Linked DNA regions of Mus musculus: region 1 is linked to region 2. The links are chromatin contacts, called in public promoter capture Hi-C maps. All regions are on one chromosome and are shown on one strand. The core of a region is the stretch at or near the end of the contact, and the rest is flanking DNA. Distances in the headings are between cores, read along the strand shown.

Region 1 (4,735 bases), core at 697-3,196, 450 kb after region 2:
ATCTGCAACCCAGCACTTGCCATCATAATGCAGGGGATTGTAATTTTGAGGCTAGCCTGGGCTACATAGCCCCCATCTGAAAAATTAGTTATAATTAAAATCCTTTTGTGGCACTAGTAATCCAAAACATGTCCTCACACATGCTAGGGAAGGGAGGTCTACCACTCAGATATAAAACTAGCCTTAAAATTAAATGTTTTTGCTTTGAGACTGGTCCTGCTAAGATGAAAAGGCAAGCTGTAGACTGGGAGGAAATATTTGCAAACTATACATCTGACAAAGAGCTAGTTTTAGAATATAAAAGAACTCTGAAAACTGACAGAAAAAAGTGACCCATTTAGAAAGTATGCAAATTATATAAACATTTTATTAAGAAATATATTTTATAGCTGAAAATGAGGCCATTACAAGATGAACATCAGGCAAGATGTCTCAATGGTTAACAATGCTTGCCTCATAAACCTGACATGACCTGAATCTAATCCCCAGAACCCACTGTAAAAGGGAAAACAGCTCCACAAATTTGTTCTCTGACTTCAACACATGCACAGCAGGACATGCAAGTTCATACACAAATATCTTACACACACACACACACACACACACACCACTGCCACCACCACTACCACCACAAGTACCAATAATAGTAATAGTAATAATAGCAATAATAATAAATTAAAAAATTTAAAGATGACCATCAAGGTACAGTAAATTCCTAGTGCATACAAGGCCCTGGGGTTTGTTTCATCTACAGTACTAAAAACAGTTACACAGGAGAACATTAAAGCCATAATAGCACTTATCTAGTGTAGTCTTTTTTTTTTTAATGGAAATACCAGATACTGGTAATTTCAGCCTTTCTGAAAAATAATATCTTAAAAATATCTATATGCACTTAGAATACAGCACAGCAATTTCATTCCTGGGCATTCTGTCCAGAGAAATGAGGGCTTGTGTTCACACAAAAGCCTTAACATCAGGTGAAGAATAGACTTCAGTGGTAGTGTTTGTCAAGTATGGGTTTTTTTGTTTAGTTTTATTTTGTTTTTTTCTGAGACAGGGTCTCAATATAATCCAGGCTGGCCTGCAACTTGCTCTATCTCCCAGAATAAGCTTGAAATTTTTAATTCTCCTGCCTCCACCCCACAAGTGCTAAGGTTATAATAGTCTTGTGTTGCTGAATGTGGTTCCCAAGTGGGGAATGGAGCAGTATCTAAAGGCCAGTTTGGGAACTAAAGGCAAAGCGACAGACTAGCGCACAATAAAACCGCTATTTTGAATTTGAATTTGATTTTTTTTTTCAGAAATTTTGCAAGAATCTTCTGAAACAAACTTTTTAAAAACAGCCAAGAATAATGTAGAGGGCCCATTTAGGGAGCTGGGGGCCCAGAAGGGGTGTGTGCGTGATTTCTGTCGGTATAAGCGAAGAGAACCGCTTGTTGCCACCTTACACTGAGGTGGGACTCGTTGGTTTTGAAACAAATTTAAAAGACTGTGTGTTCCCAGGAATGTAAGGAAATACTTTTGTTCTGATACACAAAGATTAGAAGTTCAGTGGTCAAGAGACCTGAAAAATTAGAGAAAGTCATTCTGCTCCTGGACACTTCAGGGTCAGAACATAGTCGGCTGATAATATTTACCATGTGGGTACCAAACATGGGCTATGCCTGCTTTCTGTCCAAACTTGGGAACAAAGTGGGCAGAAAGAGTGAACAGTTCTACGAGCCCATTACGGCACGCTTTGTAGAAAAGCGGACTCCTAGGAGCGACTTTTGAAGTTAAAAACTGGCGCCATTACATGCTACGGGGACCCAACGGGGACATAGACAGGGGTTCTCAACCGCCAGTCACAAAGGTAGGAGTGTCTGGGGGCGTAGCCCCGAGAGGGCAGTAGCCAATACCAGAGAAGGCTGGGAATAAAATTCGGGGCCACCAACGTCTGAGGCAAGCAGACTGCCACAGCTACCGCTCGGAGAGGTTGTGCTGCCTGACTGGCGATTTGAACTGTTCCTGTTTCCTCCAGACTTGAACTCCCATTTTCCACTGGTAAGATGTCTGACACCGAGCAGGAACTCCAACGGGTGATCCGTCGCCACTATCGCGAAAAAAGGGAGCTACAAGCACACATCCAGACTTTGAAAGCTTCCGTCCCAAAGAACGACAAGGGCAGACGGAAGCAGATGCTCGCGGACATCTCCCGCCTCGAGGCCGAGATGGAGCAGAGGCACAAGCAGGAGCTGGAGAAATTTGGAGAAAATCCTGACAGCAGTGTGGATTCGGTTACAGCCGACCTCGAAAAGATGAATCTCGAGAATATGCCTCCACGCCCACCCAAGGCCCAGAAACGGCGCGACCGAAGAGCTCACCAGGAGAGACGGCACCAGGAGAGGATGCCTGCGGCCCAGGCCGAACAACTGGCTGCCAACCGTCGTGAGGAGGAGGAAAAGGTCGCTGCCATTCTAGGGGCTAAAAATTTGGAGATGAAGACCATCCCAGCTGACGGCCACTGCATGTATCGTGCCATCCAGGATCAGCTGGTGTTCTCCGTGACAATCGAGAGCCTTCGCTACCGCACTGCCTACTACATGCGGAAACATATTGATGACTTCTTACCTTTCTTCACCGAGCCCGAGGCCGGCAACTTCTACACCCGAGAGGACTTCCTGAGGTACTGTGATGACATTGTGCACAATGCTTCGTGGGGAGGTCAGCTGGAGCTGAGAGCCCTGTCGCATGTCCTGCAGACCCCCATCGAGGTGGTACAGGCCAACTCACCCACCATTGTCATCGGGGAGGAGTACACCAGGAAGCCGGTCACGCTGGTCTATCTGCACTACGCCTGCGACTTCGGAGAGCACTACAATTCGGTGAAGCCCATTGAGGTTGCTGGAGCATTTGGAGGAATGGCACCGCGCCTCTTCTAGAACTTTCCAGCAGACGCGAAGGAACTCTGCCCTAGGCGCCATCTTTGTCACCTCTCCGGCCGCGGTTCCTCTGGAAGAATAGAAGCAGCTCCGGCTGCTGGGAGAACTGAAACTGCTACGGCGTCTCTTAGTAAGAGCAGTTGCTTTTCCTTTGCTGGTTTGCATTTATGTTTGTTTTTCAAGATTTGTTTAATGTCTGTGTCCTGCCTCTTTTTTGTTTGTGTGTTTGGGGCGGGGGTTGTTAGGTTGTTTTGGTTTGGGAGGCGTTGGGTATTTTTTGTTCGTTTTTCCCCCCCTCTCAGATTTTTTTTTTTTTTTTTTTTTGGTGTGGCTCCTTTCATGTGGCAGGGAACGGCAGGCAGTCTATACACAGGATAATACGTCTTTGGGACACCTAAGGGGCTTTAAGATTCAACTCTAACTTCATTTGGCCCTTAGGTACCATTTTCTTAAAGTTTTAATTAATGTTAGGCTGAAAATGGAAATTGTGGGTTTTCTCAATGTTTACCTGGGCTGAAATAAGTTTAGTAGAATGGTTCAGGTTGTGGGATTTTCCCTGCAAAGTAGAGTTGGTGTGGCTGAAATGACTTATACGTGTTTTTCAGTTAGAAAAAAAAAATGCCCCAGCCGGCTGGCTTGCTCTTAAGCAATGTTAAAATGCCTGGGTTATGAATAAGCCTTCAAGGAATAATTTGCTTGTTTGGTTTTATTTTTCATTCAAACTTGTGCAACCAGCCATAAATGGGTTTTAGCTGCCCAGATATTTTCTTTTTTCCTTTTTTCTTTTCTTTTTTTTTTTTTTTTTGGAGGGGGGGGGTTGGTTCACAGACTTTGTTGATTCAACAGTGAACAGCAAAGAAAAACGTTATCATTCCAGGGGCTTCAACGTAGTCGTGAAAGCCACCCTTGGAAGCCCAGATAGTTTCTAAGCACTAACACAACTGTTTTTTTTTTTTTTTTCTAATAGGTAAATGTAACTGTTAGATGCAGAAATTCAGTTTAAATGAACCAGTACCTGAAGTAAGCTTTATCTTAAAGATGTGAAAGACCTGAACTTAGTGACATGGTTTGTTAATTTTTAGAGAGAAAAATATATATTAAAAGTTTTTGTATAAAGGAAAGCAGAGAACAATACAGCTCGGTTTCTATTAGAAATTCCTTGTTCTCTTAAATGTGGCATTCAAAAGGAAGAGCAAGAATGGAATGGTTTACAGGTTTAAAATTCACTACTGTATGTTAGTGAACTTACTTAAATACATTTTAAAAATGCATTGTCACTTCCAAATGATCTCAAATAGTATATGTTAGTTTAAAAACTTTTTGGAAAACGTATGCAATGTGTTAAAAATAAAAGCAGCTTTTGAAATACCTGGTTTGCATTTCTTGTGCAGCTGACTTGGGCCACATGAAGTTTGTATCCCAGATGGCTTTCAGCAAAGAGCTCCTGAAGAATAGGAGCAGGTTTGGTGGGGACAGATGAGGCTCTGGATGAGACACCTGCAGTCTTGGAGGAGGCCAAGAGGAAAATGCTTCCCGGGCTGGAATTTAAAGAGGGACTTATACGACGGATGCCCTGGGTTGATATTTCACTTAGTGAAACACATGAAAGGGCTTCTTTTAATATTCTCTGCTGTGTTTTAAAAGTAGCCCTGATGGTGGGGGGGGTGCCCAGGGAGGGGCTCACCCACTCAGAGGAGAAGGGAGGGGGAATTGTGGAAGAGGGTGACCGGGAGGGGGCAGTGAGTGAGTGGGATGTAAAATTAATAGTAATAATAACAATAATAATAATAATAGTATCTAGAGATAATAAA
Region 2 (4,983 bases), core at 498-2,997:
TTGGCGGTTTTCCTAGCATCTAGAATTCCTGGTCTGGACAAGTAGTTCTTGAGAGCCGCTGTTGCAAGCTTTTCTTTTCCCCCTTATCTGTGTGATGATGAGATCCTGTGCAAACGTCCAGTTTCATTCGTAAAGGTTAAAAAGAGGACAAAAAGATGTTTATTCTGAAGCACTGAGGCCATGCACTAGGCTATGAAAGAAAGCCTGTCTGTGGCTGATATATTTAAAGCTTATGACCCCTGTGCTCTGTGCACTGACCTCCCCACCATATGCTTTTGGTTTTGTTTCTCTTTTGTCTCCTTTCTACACTCTTATGTGTTTTTCTTCTCCCTTATGAGCATAGGTCTTAGGCCTAGCCTTAAGTGCTCCGGCGCACCACTGAGCCTCCTCAGTGGCTTTTACTACGCTTGCTTCAAGTTAATAAAATTGCTAATTATTCATTTCTCAATTACATGGAAATGAGTGTACCTACTGGGTAAAAAAAAAAGTGGCTGCTTGCTCTGCTACAGTTATTTAGTTCTCTAAAATTTGAGACTACTAACACTTGTCAATTGTGACTCTTGACAACTAATCTTTTCCATCCTTCATTTCCAGGTCTATTGTTCTGACATTTGCCATTTTCCCCCCTCTGACCCTGTTTCTGATTGGTGCAGCTGTTGAAGATGCTGCCGTTGCAGCAGTGTACATCTGGAACATTTGGCTGACTTGTTGAACTTACCCCAGGGAGTACTCCAGGGGAAGCATGGGAAGGGTGGAGAGGCCAGAACAGTTGCCTGCGAATACAGATGCCAATAGTGTCTGGCCATGCTGTGGACCACCCCTGTAAAAATTCACCTCATCATGACCCTCAGTTTCCCCACCTGCTCCTCGAAGGCTCAAGTTCTTCCAAAACTTGTGCAGCTCTGGAAAAAGATAAACTTTTGCCTGAGGGTTCTCTCACACGGTACTTTCTGCACTGTGAAAGGGATCAATGCATATCTGTTGAATGAATTACTATATCAAGAAATCCTAGGAAACGGTTTTAGCCTTCAACGGACAGCATCACTTCAGTTTTACTTGGCACTAGGCACCCTCTCTATGCCCTCAGACTGTGCCCCAAGACTCATTTTAGGAGTGAGGTTGCCCTGTTCCCAGTCTGTTTGGCTCCCAGGCTCCTAGGTCTCCTTTTCTTCTGGCGAGCCATTGAATTGCAAACACAGCAGGCATGGTTTCATTCCAAACCCTGAACTGTTTTAATTAGTTTAACGTCTGTTAAACGCTTTGAAGATTGAAAGCAACAGATAAGTACTGGATGATGTTATTAGCAACTGCAGTTAATTGCAAACATTTCTATTAATGCTAGTTTCTGCCTCCTTTTCTTTTCTCCACGTTCTTTCCAAGGTTCCCAAATTCTTCTCAGCCTCCCCCTCCTGCCCTCCCCCATAGCGGCGCTGAAGGGTTAAACCGGGGTGGAGTCTAGAGATGAACGACAGCCGCCCTCACCAACTGCAACGGGGCAAGCGGGAAGAGCTGGGTGGGGCTGCCAGGCAGAGGTGAACCCCCACGCCCCCAGGCCCCGCCCCACGGCTGGAGGCCCGAGTGGAACGGCAGGGGGCGGGGCAGCCAGGCCTGGCGGGCCCGTGGTTGGGCGTCCCGGCCGCCCCTTGAGGCATGGGGCGGGGTAGGTGAGGACCTCCTCCCTCATTCCCTCTCTGGCCGCGCCGCCCCTCTCGCCCGCCCCTCCTCCTCCCTTTCCCACCCCTCGGAGTGGAGCTGCACATGCGGCTGCTCCCTGTTCTGTCCCGCCCAGCCACCGTCGCTCAGGAACGGGTCCCTGCAGCCCCCAGCCGATGGCAGGACAGTAGTCGCCTGTCAGGGGTCGTGAAGGACTGAGGCAGAGGCAGAGGCTCCCGGGCCTCAGATAGTGGTTGTCTCTGGAGGCCATGGGCTACCCAGAGGTAGAGCGCAGGGAACCCCTGCCTGCGGCAGCGCCAAGGGAGCGGGGCAGCCAGGGCTGCGGCTGTCGCGGGGCCCCTGCTCGGGCGGGCGAAGGGAACAGCTGCCGGCTCTTCCTGGGTTTCTTTGGCCTCTCGCTGGCCCTCCACCTGCTGACGCTGTGCTGCTACCTAGAGTTGCGGTCCGAATTGCGGCGGGAACGGGGAACCGAGTCCCGCCTCGGTGGCCCGGGTGCTCCTGGCACCTCTGGCACCCTAAGCAGCCCTGGGAGCCTCGACCCGGTGGGTCCCATCACCCGCCACCTGGGGCAGCCGTCCTTTCAACAGCAGCCTTTGGAACCGGGAGAAGATCCACTCCCCCCTGACTCCCAGGACCGGCACCAGGTGAGTCACCTAGGAGGGGCGGCGGCCTTGGAGGCCCCCTCCCCTGCTCGGTTGGGCGGGGGCCTGGGCCTCAGGGCTCAGGGGACTCTGCCACTCAGAGCCAAGTTCCAGGGCAGGAGCTGGGAGTGGGCCGGAGTGCTGGGGAGAGGTTGTCCAGGTCAGGTTGTTCTCGGTTCCTGCCTTGGCTCATCCAGACCCTCTCCGGTCCCGTGGAGTTGGAAAGCCCAGCCTGCACGCGCCGCCCCCGGGGAGGTGTGGGCTGCTTAGCGAAAAGTTGGCCTGCCTTGCACCCATCCGGGCGCGGAGGTGCCTGCGCCGCCCCCGTGGCCGTCTAACGGCGAGCAGCTTGGCCCCTCGTGCCCCCTGGTGAGTTTCTCTGCCCGTGGTGCTTGTTTCTTCGTGTCCCGAGCTGATGCCAGCACTAGCAGGCTCCTCTTTGGAGTTGGAGCTGTAAACAGCTGTACTAACTGTTCCACGCCCGTTGAAACAACTTTTAACCATACTTTCAGCGCTGGATTCTTGTGCGCTGACCAGGACCTGAGCTTTTTTCACACTTACCTGCAACTTGAGACGGATTCTCTTCTGCGTTCTAGTTAGGATCAGCGCCCCTGAGGAATTCTGGTAGAAATATGCCGTCTTGCTAGACAACTTCTGAACAGCAATTTAAAAAATCTATGGAAATAAAACTCACCCTTTGCATGCCGGTTCTGACACTCTTGTAGATGGAGTTGGGTGCAGTGGGTGTGAAGAGTTTTCATTATTGCTGCCTTTGGAACAGGAAGTTGGATTTTTGTTTTGTTTTGATAATCTTTAGAGGGTTTGTATCTCTTTTAGCAAACCATTATCGTAGTTGTTTTTCTTACTCGTTATTCCAGCAAATTTAGTGTACTTGATATTAAGTCTTCCTGTGGTTTCCATAGCTGTCTCACACTTGAATCTTAGGCAGAACATCCAAGAATCTTTTTGAGGTGGTTAAAGATTAATGGTGAATTTGTAACTTCTGGAGAAAACGACACTTTGTGTAAGTAAGCTACTTGAGGTGAGACATGGAAGCCTTCTGTACTTGGTGCTATACCCATAGTTATTGTCACAACTCTTTAAACATTATTTGTGTTGCTTTGACTTTCCAAGTTGTACACTTTAGAGGTGTCACATTCATAATAATACTCTAGTGTCAGAACACACACTTTCTCTTCTTTTCCTTTCTCTCTCTGTGTCTCTCTTCCTTCCTTTCTTTCTTAACAATGTGCTTTGTAAAATTGCTTCAGACCTAAAATGTCTTTCAAAGACACTCAAATTTATATAACTGCGTATCAAAGAAGAGAATCAGTAGACGGGCTTCTCATACTTGAAATTTTAAACACCGGGGCTAAATGACAATGAATTAGGACTCTGGGTCTTTTATTTACTACCCCCCTCCAGGATCCTAGTAGAGGTACTTAGCAGCTGCACCTTGATATTCTCTCTCTCTCTCTCTCTCTCTCTCTCTCTCTCTCTCTGTATGTACACACACACACACACACACACACACACACACACACTCACTCAAAAGAAATCAGGAAATTACTCAAATGGTGGTCAAGGATTTTTGGCAATCAGGATGGACAGAGCGCTGGTTAGAGATTGTGGGACAGCAGTATACTAGAGCTTCTGTGATGGCATGGGACTCTCACAGCTTTGCAATGGCCTTTAGTTGCTTACATCAGATGTAGCAAAAATACTTATGTGTTTCAGCACAGCTTCTTATCTGCTATCCTTTAGTCTATTTTAGTCTATGGGGCAGTCAAAGCAATGATACCAGTTCTTTACATTCATTAGCATTAATTGGAATTTATGTTTTCCAGATTTGTAAGGTACCTCCTGAATCTATTTTATTGATTCCTTTGGAGAACATACAGGCCTCAAGGGAGAAGTAAGTGGCCCAAGATATCCTAGCTTGAGTCAAAACTAGGATGAAGGTGCTCTGCCATCCTCCAGTTTAGTACACAGTCCTCCATAATATAGTGTCTACTGAGAAACTTTGTTTTTGAGGGGGGCGATGAAGGGACAACAGGTTGAAACTCCATAGTAGGCTTTTTACAAAATGAGAGGCTCAGATCTGTGTCACTTTGTTCTGCTCTAACTAATTTTGACCAGACTAAGTTTAATCACATATTCCTTATTCATCTTGAATTTCACTTTCAGGAGAATTTTAGCCCACTGAAGACATTTTATCCCAGATTCAACTAATTTGTTTTGGTGATATTAGCCTTAGCATATACACAAACAAACAAACAAATATATAAATGAATGAGTAAATAAATAAAGGAAAAGTTGATTGGCTAATTGATTTACATTGCTGTGCTATATCTTGGGTAACATTTCTAGTGCCCTGCTGCACCCTCTGCTGGTTTTTCGGTGACATTTAATCGTAGGTAGTATCTGCTGACAGTCAAAATTCTAAGTTGTGCTGACAGATTCTGATTCATAAATAAGGAAGTGAATAACCTTGTGGGACTTGGCCATGTAGGTCTTATTTTATATTTTAGTTTTTCAACATAAGCAGATGTTGTTACAGCAAACCTTGTATGCAGAGGACTAGAAACAAAGCCAGCATCTTCCAGTGGGTACTATACTTGGGTTTCCTACCAACATATTTAGAAAGAGTAAAGGGAAACTGATGCAA

Evidence for each region. Promoter capture Hi-C pulls out the DNA fragments that hold promoters and counts their contacts.
Region 1: a promoter capture Hi-C map of liver shows a contact between it and region 2, with 6 times the contacts expected there. The contact joins the promoter of Otud6a here to the promoter of Eda in region 2. A contact is called at or near these places in 6 of 39 promoter capture datasets (the 3T3-L1 cell line, hippocampal neurons, liver and 1 more) and 2 of 115 datasets of contacts at active chromatin or transcription factors (fibro-adipogenic progenitors and stem cell-derived neural progenitor cells).

The regions. Positions count from the first base shown.
Region 1 is chrX:100,426,962-100,431,696 of GRCm38.p6, forward strand. Otud6a (OTU domain containing 6A) reads left to right here and starts at 1,947. Exons shown (of 1, transcript NM_001163191.2): 1 at 1,947-2,924. The coding sequence starts at 2,052. The coding sequence ends at 2,924. It also overlaps a transcript of Awat2 not described here.
Region 2 is chrX:99,973,859-99,978,841 of GRCm38.p6, forward strand. It overlaps Eda (ectodysplasin-A), which reads left to right and starts at 1,748. Exons shown (of 8, transcript NM_001177937.1): 1 at 1,748-2,318. The coding sequence starts at 1,923.